Linked DNA regions of Mus musculus: region 1 is linked to region 2. Evidence: chromatin contacts called from public HiChIP or PLAC-seq data. All regions are on one chromosome and are shown on one strand. Each heading gives the region's core, a stretch centred on a gene start, on an enhancer-like site or on the middle of the called end of the contact. The rest is flanking DNA. Distances are from core to core; before and after follow the strand shown. Region 1 has its middle 72 kb from the start of Lrig1. Region 2 overlaps Lrig1 (leucine-rich repeats and immunoglobulin-like domains 1).

Region 1 (5,426 bases), core at 466-2,965, 130 kb before region 2:
TTCTGAGTGTTGACAAATGCATTAATCTTTTTTTTTAAGATTTATTTATTTATTTATTTATTTATTATGCATACAGTGTTCTGCCTGCATGTACACCTGCAGACCAGAAGAGGGCTCCAGATCTCATTACAGGTGGTTAAAGCCACCATGTGGCTGCTGGGAATTGAACTCAGGACCTCTGGAAGAGCAGCCAGTGCTCCAGACCTAAATGTACCAACCTTAAATCCAAAACTCATTGAGCTCTAGAGCTTACGTGCGGCTTATTTGGTAAAGTGCCTGTCTACTGCAGAGAAAGCCCTGGATTTGAGGATAGCCTGGGCTACACAAGACCACGTCTCAAGAATGTGAATAAGTAAAACAGAAATCCACTGAGTTTTAACAGAAGATATATTTTGTGCAAGCCCACACCTGTCTATATCTGGACTACTAGCATCACCCACTGAAACTGCCTATGCCTTGAAGGAGCAGTCCCTAGCAGTTTGCTCTCGGGGGCAGTAACTCTCCCTTTCCTGCCGTAAAACAGCCTTTCCCGTCTCAGATTTCCTGTTAGTGAAAACCCATAGGTTCACTCTGGTTTTTTAGATGCATTCACATACTTGCATGTATACATTATTGCTCCTTTGAATTTCAAGAATTCATGTTCCCCAACACTTCCAGTCTGCGGAAGCCTCCCTCCAGCTGAATGACTTTGGGTTCCATCAGCCATGATGAATGTCTAGGCTGTTTATTCCTTCCACACAGACTGCTGTGGATTGTGGCTTTAGGCTGAACGATAACTTGCAGCTATCACCCGAGTAATGATGGCCCCTGCTCTTGGATTCTCAGAACTCAGAGGAATACTGGGACTGTGACACCGCGGCTTTACTTAAAGTGGCAGGTGTCTTGTCCAGGCACCCTACGGAAATGAGAACTGGGAATGACCAGATCAGTCATTTCCCAGTCTGCAGGGAAGGGCGGGAAGGTCACACATTCACTTGGCGCTCCAAGCTCCAACACCGGGTTTTTCTCAGCTTTCAGCTGTGTGGTCGGTCACAGAGAACAAATTCCTACAAATATCTGGAGGTTTAGACCTCTCTGGAGGTAGGGATCATTTTGTGCGCATTCCTCTGGTTTCCCACTAAACCTTTTGTTTCTGGCAGGCTTTGTCCCCAGGACCCTGCTGCAGACAGGCTGCTGGCTTTGCTAGGTCCCCCGCCTTTGTTCGGGAACTCCCGATCCTGAGAAGTCTCTGGGTTTCATTAGATAAGCTCTCCGCCCCCACCCCTACCCCCACCCCCTTTTTCACACCCATTATCCCAGGCTCTGGAAGGTGGTGATATGTTCTCCTTACTTTCCCCGGTCTCTCTTTTATTTCCCACTGATAAATGGCAAAAGCAGCTGTGGGGTTCGCTTTGAAGGCTCTGATGGACGAGCATGATGAATCGGCGATGGCTCACAGCAAATGAATCCCATAACACAGCGCGAGGGAAGGAGAGGAGAGCGGGAAGCCAGCTCCCAGCTTTACGTTTTTCAGACTCGCTTTAAAAGCCAGCATTTCTTTTAATCTCCTTCCAGTTTCTTCGGTGACTCCGCATATGTTTAAAAGAAGGAGAGCGAGAGAGGGTTTGTGGATATAAACAGGGGATTCCATTCTTCAGCCCAACTCTGAGCACACATTGTCGTTCAGGGCTCTGAAATAGCTAGGAAACCACTTCAAGGCCCCTCAGAAACAACTGGGCAGCCCCCAGGAAGAGGGACAGCGGGGAAACCAAGTGACAGACTTGAAAACTGAATTTCGAACAGGAGGAGTGACTAGCAAAATCCAGCTGCTGCAGCTCAAAGCCAAAGACCCTTTTAAAGAAGGGACGCCAGCCCTAGGACTGCTTAGCTGTAAAAATGGCGAGCTTTAAGCAGGTTGGAAGCGGGATTTGTTTTTGAACCCAAGAAAAATAAGAACAGTGGTTCCGTGGCCTGTAGTGTTTTCTAAACTTAAAGGGACAAAGAAAATAAACTGCTGCTGTTGGGACCAGGACCCAGAAACTCCAAGCCGGCTTTTGAAATTCAAGAGATACTTAATAGAGAAGAAAGATCTGGGAGGGTGGATGGCTCCTTTGTTTCTGAACAAGAGGGGCCCTCTTCCTCCCCAGATGGAAAGCCATTCAAAAGAAATCATTAAAGGATATCCCTTTCTGCACAGCTTAGAGGCCGGCCATACATGCAAACCCAAGTGTAGAATTGATGCAATTACCCAGATAAGGAGGGCCGGAGAGGAAAGGAAGGCCAAAACCTCGGCTTAACTCTTCGGCTAATTTGTTAGGCTACTCCCATTGCCTACCATTCTCCAGTCTACACCCCCACCCCCAACATACACCCCACCCCATCATTGCAAAATCCATATTTAGTACTTTATAAATTCGTACTTTGAGGAAGAGGAAATATCAAATGTTACCCAAGACTACTGAGTGACAGGAAGCAGAATCCAGGTTAGATTTATTAGAACCTTTCTGGCCACAAGAGTTCTCAGACAATCGCCTGGGTCCCAGGACCAGCTCCAAGCTCGCTAATGATCCTCACTGACAGAGTGATGGAGGACTGGACAAAGGACAGCTGCTTTTGAAGCCCCTTGCCCTGGCTCATCTGCTTCCTTCCACCTTTACCTCTTCCCCGAGGAGAGTCTGACACCTCTCTCCCCAGGAGCGCTTAAAGAATACTGTTGGATGTCGTTAAAAACAGGTCACACTGCCCCAAGAAGGTGCATCTAAAAGCACCGGGTCATGGTTTAAAGGAAATGTTCAGCTGAACAGCGAGGATGGCTCAGTGGATAAAGTATGTGTCCTGCAAGAAAGGTTTGGATCTCTAGAAACCAGATTAAAAACTGGAAAGGTGTGGCAGCCACTAGTAATCCCAGCATACAGGAGACAGGGGAGATCTTCAGGGCAAGCTGACTCTAAATAGACTAGCCAGAATGTGCAAAATCTGAGTTTAGACAAAGACCCTGACTCCATACGCTCACATACAAGCACACACACATAAACACACTCATACATACACACATATGTACACACCCAAGCACACACGAATGCACACGTGCATGTACTTTGTCCTCTAACCCCAGATACACTCTGCTGCCTGAAAAAAGTAGATCAACTGGGAACTCTGGAGGACTCCACAGCAACTGGTGCTCATTCATTTCCTCGCCCCTAGCAGCCAAATACCAGACTGAGTTTTGGTCATGATGAGGTAAAGACTAATGGCAGAAAGGCAGGAGCCAGGGTAGAGCCTGCGTGCACTGTAGACTGTACAAACTGCTAAAGTCCATTTACAGGGCTGCCAGGGTTCCCACAGGCTTGGGAATGTTAAATGATTAGACAATTTCTCCCATTTCTAACATAGAATTTGACAGAGTTCCTGGACACAAACAAATAAAGCTACACACAGCCCTAAAGAATGTATGTGGGTTTTTTTTGTTTGGTTGGTTGGTTGTTTTTTTTGTTTTTGTTTTTGTTTTATGAGATAACTTCACCTGAGTCTTTCTAACTGAATGTATTGAGATTAAATGTGTCTCACCCGGCAAGTATGTATTGCACAACTGCCCTGTAAAAGTGTGCACTAGACTCGCAGATGCACTTATACATGAGAGACACATTATCCCTTTTATGTGCGTAATACAGTAAAAGCTAACTTCAAACATATTCTCAGATAAAAATACAGTTACCAACTGAAGTAAGTACTGTGAGGGAGAGGGATCTTCAAGAAAGAGAGAATACACAAAATCCTAATTTGCGTGCACTGCCCCAGGATTAGCAGACCAACCATTAGGGCCTGAATTCTCAACTTGGGAGTCTCCACCCCTTTGGGGGTTGTATATCAGATCTTTGCATTGTGATTCATAGCAGTAACAAAATTGCAGTTATGAAGTAGCAACAAAATAATTTATGGTTATGAGGAACTGTATTAAAGGATCATAGCATTAAGAAGGTTGAGAACCACTGAACTTGGGGCGGAGGTAAGTACGCCAGTTGAAACTAATAGGAGGTCTTCCTGGCAGAGGCTAGCAAAGACCCAAAGGCTGGAGGATGTGGGTGACTCTGAGAACTTGAAGATGCTAGTATGACTGGTGACAGCAGGATGGGGGCATTACACCCAACATCAGGAGATGAGCACGCGGCGGAGAGCTAGGGAAAGACCAAGAACAGCAGAGCTTTTACAGCTCAGAGCTCTGTGAGGACGAGGAAGGGAGGTCTTTCTTGCAGGTGTGAAGTGATGAAGCAGCATCATGAGATCTATATATGTTTGTTTACTTACCTTGTATCTGTGGTATATGTGTGTGTATGCATGCATTCTTGTGTGTGTGTGTGTGTGTGTGTGTGTGTGTGTGTGTGTGTGTGTGTGTGTCTGTGTGTGTGTGTGTGTGTGTGTGTGTGTGTGTGTGTGTGTGTGTCAGATAAATGCCAGGGATCCTCCTTTAGGACTCTTCATTTTATTTTATCTATGATCTTTCACTGAACCTGGAGTTCACCAACTCAGCAAGACTGGCTAGCCAGGAAATTCCAGAGATCACCCTGACTCTACCTCCTCAGCATGAGGACTATAGGTACATACCACCATGCCCAGCTTTTTAGTGGGTTCTGGAATCCAAACTTAGATTCCCTTGTTTGAGCAGCAAGCAGTTGCCACCTGAGCCAGCCCCGAGATCTTGAAAGAGATCACTCAAATCCAGGACTGTAGACTGGATGGAGCAAATGTAGACTCAGGGAGACTGGCCAAAGGCTACTACTGCAAGGACCAGGGGACAGTTGAGAGTAGCCCAGGCTCTGGTAGATGCTGACTACTTAGAAGGAGCTGAGAAATGAACATTATCCTTTCTGCCTTTGTAGAGACAGAAGGCATCTCAATATAACAAAAGTAGCATCCTAGAGACTGTTCACTTAAGTCAACCAAATAAAGTAATTCATACCCTACACCCCTTAATCTGAATTTTATTTTTAGGCGGAAGGGTTTCCTAAACATTCTGGTTAGCTGTTCTCACCACAGATGTTGACTGAGAGACCTTGCCCTTCTATATGTTGACACTGGCATTAAAAAGGCATAAAGAGACTCACAGATCAGCTGTCGCCCTTCAATCCAGCTGTTGTAAAAGACCCTACAAGTGTCCTACATAGACCACAGAACCACTGTGAGCATGTCTACATGGGAGAAACTATCCACCACAGACCCCTCATGTGAAGTCACTGCATCTGTCTGCTGACCACTCTGGCTCACGAGGCATTCTGTCCTCTGTGCACTGTGCCATTGCTGCCTGGCTCATAATTCTTTTTTTGACTCTACGTGTGAACTGAGCATTTGAGAGCTTTGTTCATCCTCAGCAAAGTCGAAGAGCAAACAACAACCTGTTTATACCATTTGTCTTCACTTAAGTTGAAGCCCTTCGTGGGACACGGCCCAAA
Region 2 (5,534 bases), core at 2,236-4,735:
CTGCCATGAAATTATGCCTAGTCCTGAGCTAAGACCATCAGGAATTCAGCTTGAAGCATAGGCAAATTATTTTCTCTTTTCTCCTCCCCTTCTCCTCCTCCCCTTCTCCTTTCCCCCTCCTTCTTCTCCTCTTCATCTTTGCGTGTATTATGTTTTTAGAGGCAGATCATAGTTCACAGTCACAGGTATAACTTGGCTGGGTATAGAACTCAGTTGCTAATATTCTTGAAGTAGGGTTTGTGTACTGGGACAGGAGTGTTTTTACCCTTCACCTGGGGTACAAGTGGAGGAGGGGCTCTTGCCTTTGACTTTCCCTAGCTGTCTTTCAAACTTCCTGTGAGTGCATCCCCCAAAGGGCCAGTATTTGCAGACACAATAAAGAACTCATGGGGGGGAAAAATCCCTTCGTTAGCGCATGATGTTTATCCCAGGAAGGATGAAATAATGGTCATCTTATAGCTGAGGCTGACTGTCATATGGGGGCTCATTGTATAAACTGGGCGTTGTGGGGTGTGCACAGTTGAGGTGGCTGTAGCTGCTCCCCTTCTTGGTGTAGCATTTGCCAGTCACCAGTAGAAGAAAGACAATCAAGGGTGTTGAAAGCTGGCTGCCCTGATTCAATAGTTATGTTTGGGTCAAGAGAATTAGCTTATGTCTTCCAAGGTGCGGTTGTCCTGCTGTGGAGGACCACTGCCTAGCTTTACGTGAGATGTGGGAGAGGAGCCCAGGGCTGATGTATTCTTAAGCCCATTGGGCTTTGGAAGACAATAAACTATACATTTCCTTGTGTCACCTGTGTGGCAACCTGGAGTCGTGGGCTACAAGTGAATGGCAGGAGACTACAGGCATGAGTACCATGGATATACTGACCATGCCAGAGACCCATGACCCTTATCAGTTTGATGCTTATAGGTGAGCTACTTGGGGCTCCCAGCTGACTTTCCAAGGTACTAGGGAGGGAAGGAGCTGAGGAGCACTGAGGAGCACTCTTGTGTGTGCCCTAACCTGGCAGGACACATACTGCCCCTGAACAGATGATTAGAGACCTGGTGGCTGTTGAAGCGGTCCCCCATTCCCCCGGGGCAGGAGTCAGGGTTAACACCTCTTACTTTACTGTGATTATCAGTTACTGGAATCCCTCAGGTCCTTGTCCTTACCTAAGCCCTAAGGCACCTCTTTGTTTCTTATGGCAGTTAAAAGGGTGTTGGTGAGGTCTCAGTTCTCTCCTTGCTCTAATGGGCCCCCCTCTTGTCTTTCCCCAGCCTTGAATTGTATATAATAACCCTGCCATTTCTTCTTGCTTTCCCAGCCTTCTGCCCTGAGAAGACTTTAGTCCTTATCACTGGTAGGCAAAAGAAATAATGAAGAACCAGCTTGCCTCCACTTTAGGCATAAAAGCTCTCTTAGAATAAAGATAAACCAGGTCCATTCCTGTTTATGATTAAACCTGTTTCTCAAGCATTGGGCTATGCCCCCTGTAACCTTAACTACAAATGGTTCTGTGCTGCCTGTTTCAGGTATGGCAATCATGTCTTTGTTTCAAAAAGCTAAGAAGCATCCTGCTACCCTCCCTTTGCATCAAAGGGTTGCTATAGCTACCTTGTTGCGACCACCTGTTGTTATGCCTGCCTTGCAACCCTGTCTTTGTTTCAGGAATCATGATAGCTAATCTGTTATTCTTATGTTCTGCTCCTGTAACCCTGCTGGTTTTTTTGTTTGTTTGTTTGTTTGTTTTGCCTGCCAACTCCCCATTTGGAAACCCTGTACCCGTGAGCTATAAAACACTTGTCTTCCTCACATCCAGGGCTGTTCTCTAAAATTCCAATTTAGGGTGAGACAGCTGGCTGGCCAATCCTGGGTGCACCTCTAAAATAAAGCTTGCTTTAGTTTGCTCTTTCCTCTTACAGTGCTCAGGTTTAACAATAAAAGCAAAGCAGTAGGGCACAGGCTGGCTCTCATGGACTTGGCACTTATAGATTAAGGCTGCTGTATCTGTTGGGAGGCTCCTGGGAGGGCCCTAGGAGCTCAGTAACAACTGGTCAGTGTCTTCTTTTCCTAAGGAACAACATCTACCTGCAGAGAAAGACAGAGAAAACAGATAATCATCATACAAGGGCCGGGTACTGTCTGAGTCCCTTCATGTTGCTGATGTGTGCATGACAGGAAAGACTCTCAGATAACGAGTCATTTGACCCAAGGTTGCTTACCCTGTCTGTGGTAGCAGAGTATGGCATAGAGAAAGAGGCATCAGAGGTTAACAAAAGAGCCAAAGCCAGTTGGCAAAGCCACTGGGAACCCCTCCCCACCTGGCTATATGAAACAAAAGTTGAAGCAAAAGCCCACAAATTCTTCAAGAGAAGGTGGGTGTGATGGGCATGACCTGCATAGGGTCTCCAGGCTTAGGGCAAGAAGCTTTGACAAAAGTCTCAGTCCTGTCCCAGCTGTCTAGCCCACTCCCATCTTAGGAGTGCCTTTCTCTTCCTTAATATACTTTCCCTATCTCTATAACTGTCTGTGTGTCCCTATTGTAATCTTTGTTCTATGACTCAAGAATTTGGAAATCTCAGCGGCTACCCTGTGGACTCTGACCCACAACTCTAATATTAGACTTGCGTTCTTACCCCTCCTGGAAGTGGGTGTGATTTAGCACTGTTCAGCTAGCAGAGTGAGACCCTGAGGCACTCAGGGGTACTTGCAGGACGACTAGGACATGGCTAGCTTTATTTGGGGGCCAATTTGCCTTTCTGTCTTTTTTTCTTTGTCAGCGAGTGGGCTGTTAGGCAAGCCAGCAAGCTTCTGTTGAAAGGCCCGAGAAGGACCTGTGGACTCAGAACTGCAGTCTCATTGGATGCTGGGTACCACCAGTGAGCCTGGAAATAGAAAACTATCTACTTTTACACAGTGATCAGTCCTGTGTCCCGGCAGCTTCCCGGGGACTCTGCAGTGCAGACGTCCTTTTGCCCCCAGTTGAAGTGAGCCTTTCTCTGGGAAAGGAGCCCATGTGGCCTGCCTCCTAGAGAGCCTGCCAAATTACACACAGTCATGACTGGTCATTTTCCTTCTCTCCCCCCTCCCCTGTCTTTGAGAGTGGGGGTGGTGGTAAGCCAGGGAGATGAGAGGTACATCTGCAAGTTATTTGCTGAGAAAGTGAAGGGAACACCAGCTGCAGAGCTGGGGAGCCCAGGCAGGGGGGCGCTTGCCGAATACCAACTTGGTCATGGAGGTCCCTGCCTTTTTGGGAACTGAGCAGCTGAAGTTGTGCTGATATTAGTTAGGCCTTTGGGTGGTTCTCTCCCTCCCCTCTCCCATCTCTCCCTTTGTTCCTCCCCTTTCTCTCCCTCTCTCAATATAGTACAGGATCCAGAGGGAATACAGGCTGCTTGATGCTTGAGAAACCAGGAAGACTTGGAGGGGAGGAGCCACTCCTTGCAGCAGCGGGCTCTGAACACCCCCCAGGGCTCCGGGACTTGCAGCTTGGAAGCAGAGCTGCTCTGGTTGCACAACCTCCCGTGTGAAAGGGGCTGGCTCCTGCCCACACCAGCAGACTCATTCCAACTGGGCCATTTCCTTCTCCCCTCCTCCCCCTCCCCACTTCCTGCAGGTGGCTTCTCTAATCCAGTTAGCACTTGGGGAAGCCTCCTGTGCCTGTGCACCTAATCCGAAAATGGCTGGCTTGACTTTGACCTGCAGCGTGACCTTGCAAAGAAGGCTGGACCTATTGTGTCTGCTCACACCTGGGAGCCATTTTCAGCTGTCCTAGTGCAAGTGAGAGAAATGTGTTCGTGTTTATACCAGGCAGGCCTTTCTTTCATAAGGCCTGTCATTGTTGGGCAGTATATATGGAATGTAGAATCAACCCACTTGTGCAGAGGTTGACAGTTTGTCAAGATAGGCTACATCGCTTGGTATATTGACAGGCATATGAAATAAACTTTTTTTTCTTTTAAATTAAAAAATGGCCAGATGTTATTCTTCCACCTTTTCACATATAAGACATTGATAGCAGGTTTGGTGTGTCGTCCTGTGTACGTTCTGAGATCCAATTCTGTAGCCCAGTGAGATTGCGAAAAGCACAGGAAGGCAGGTATCTTCCCCGAGGTTCCTTTTCTCTGCTTCTCAAGCTGGCTGCTCACTTTGTTCTGGAATCTGTGGTCTGGGAGCTTAGGAGGGTTAATACAACTTGATATGCCAAATCCTGAGCTGACATATCAAGTTGTATTAGGTGTGAGACCCCTCGGGGTGTGGGGCAAGATGCGGTCTGTCCAGGTAGTGTTTGCTTTGCAAGCATTCTGTCAGCCTCAGGTGAGCTCATTTGGTATCATTCTCATTAAAGATTGCAAATCCTTGGAAAGGCTTCCTGCCTCTGCACTTCAGGCTAGTCCTCCCCATCCTCTCACTCACATAGCTGCTGCTGCTTCTGGTGGTGGTGGTGGGGCGTTTATGGCTGTCTACTCCTAAGAGCACATCCAGGGACGTGATCCTGCTGCCAAGCCTCTGCAGAGCCCCAGCCCCCTTTGTGGTAATGCCAGCAGAGTTGCCCACAATGGGGACCTGCCCTTGAAGACATGACTCTAGGGCAGATTCCGGAGTACTCTCCTCACTTCCTGGATGTATTTCAAACCCAAACAGCTGAGGCAAAGGTGCCAATTTGTGGTTTCTCTTCCCAGCTTCTTAACTGGGTGCTGAGTGTGGGGAGGCTGCAGCACTGGCACCCTGGGCCCTGTCTCCAGTGCCAGCAGCCTCTGCACAGCTGCTTGGGACAGAGCCTTGGGGGATAAAAAGGTACTTTCCCTGGGAGAGCTGCCGGGGAGTCACTTCTGGACCACGTGGCTCTGGGGTGAAGGTGAATAGGATCTCCTTGCTTCCTACCATCTCCTGTAGCTTCAGGTTGCGGTGAGGTGGCTCTTGCTTTGTTGCTGTGCTCTGAGACTATTGCTTTCCTTTACCTGAAATCAGGAGGCCTGGAATTACATAGTCTGTCTGCCTGGAATTGATCTTACTTGCAGGAATTCCTTCTGAATGATCTCTTGTAAACCTGTTGGAGTTCAGAGACTGTGTGTGTGTGTGTGTGTGTGTGTGCGCGCGCGCGTGTGCGCATGCTCATTCTTGACTTTCTGTTATATTAGTTCCTTCATTGGAAGCTGTGGAGTATAGCTCTCTTACTCCACCAGGCCTTCTGGTAGCTGTGACTGTCCTGGCATTTTGTTCTTGTTACACGTTTTACTTTGGTACCTTAAAGTAAATTGTTGATTGACAAGTGGCTGTGAGAAATAGAAATTCTCTGAATAGCTTTAGCTCCATTTCCTCTGTGGTGCAATCTTGTAAAATTTCACAACCAGGACATTCATATCATATAGTCAAGTCCTAGAACGTATCCATCCCCACTAAAGGCCCTCCTCCTGCATGGCCACACCCACTGCCTTCCTTGTAACGTGTTCTGAAGAGGAAACGGACTGGACAGCACAGTCTGTTGGGATTGGTCCTTCTGTTGAGTGTGATTCCCTGGAGGTTGGTGGGGTTTGTGTGTTGATACT

Evidence for each region. HiChIP or PLAC-seq counts read pairs in DNA pulled down with a chosen protein or histone mark.
Region 1: a contact with region 2 is called in an H3K27ac HiChIP or PLAC-seq map of embryonic stem cells, with 14 read pairs. The contact joins two enhancer-like sites. A contact is called at or near these places in 12 of 484 Hi-C or Micro-C datasets (8-cell embryo, Th1 cells, cortical neurons and 7 more), 10 of 115 datasets of contacts at active chromatin or transcription factors (double positive thymocytes, embryonic stem cells, pancreatic cancer cells and 2 more) and 3 of 9 other capture datasets (adipose tissue, embryonic stem cells and liver).

What each region holds. Positions count from the first base shown.
Region 1 is chr6:94,769,785-94,775,210 of GRCm38.p6, reverse strand. No RefSeq gene overlaps it. Among named protein-coding and RNA genes, the nearest start is that of Lrig1, 72 kb to the right of the region's middle. Within about 2 kb of position 1,715, at least 81 of the 459 cell types and tissues checked have an H3K27ac peak or open chromatin away from gene starts, as enhancers often do. A contact at or near this core is called in cortical neurons, embryonic stem cells, muscle stem cells and 1 more, where this site is marked.
Region 2 is chr6:94,645,757-94,651,290 of GRCm38.p6, reverse strand. All of the region lies in intron 3 of Lrig1 (leucine-rich repeats and immunoglobulin-like domains 1), which reads left to right. Among named protein-coding and RNA genes, the nearest start is that of Mir7041, 42 kb to the right of the region's middle. RefSeq lists an enhancer at 2,297-3,872. Within about 2 kb of position 3,485, at least 207 of the 459 cell types and tissues checked have an H3K27ac peak or open chromatin away from gene starts, as enhancers often do. A contact at or near this core is called in cortical neurons, embryonic stem cells, muscle stem cells and 1 more, where this site is marked.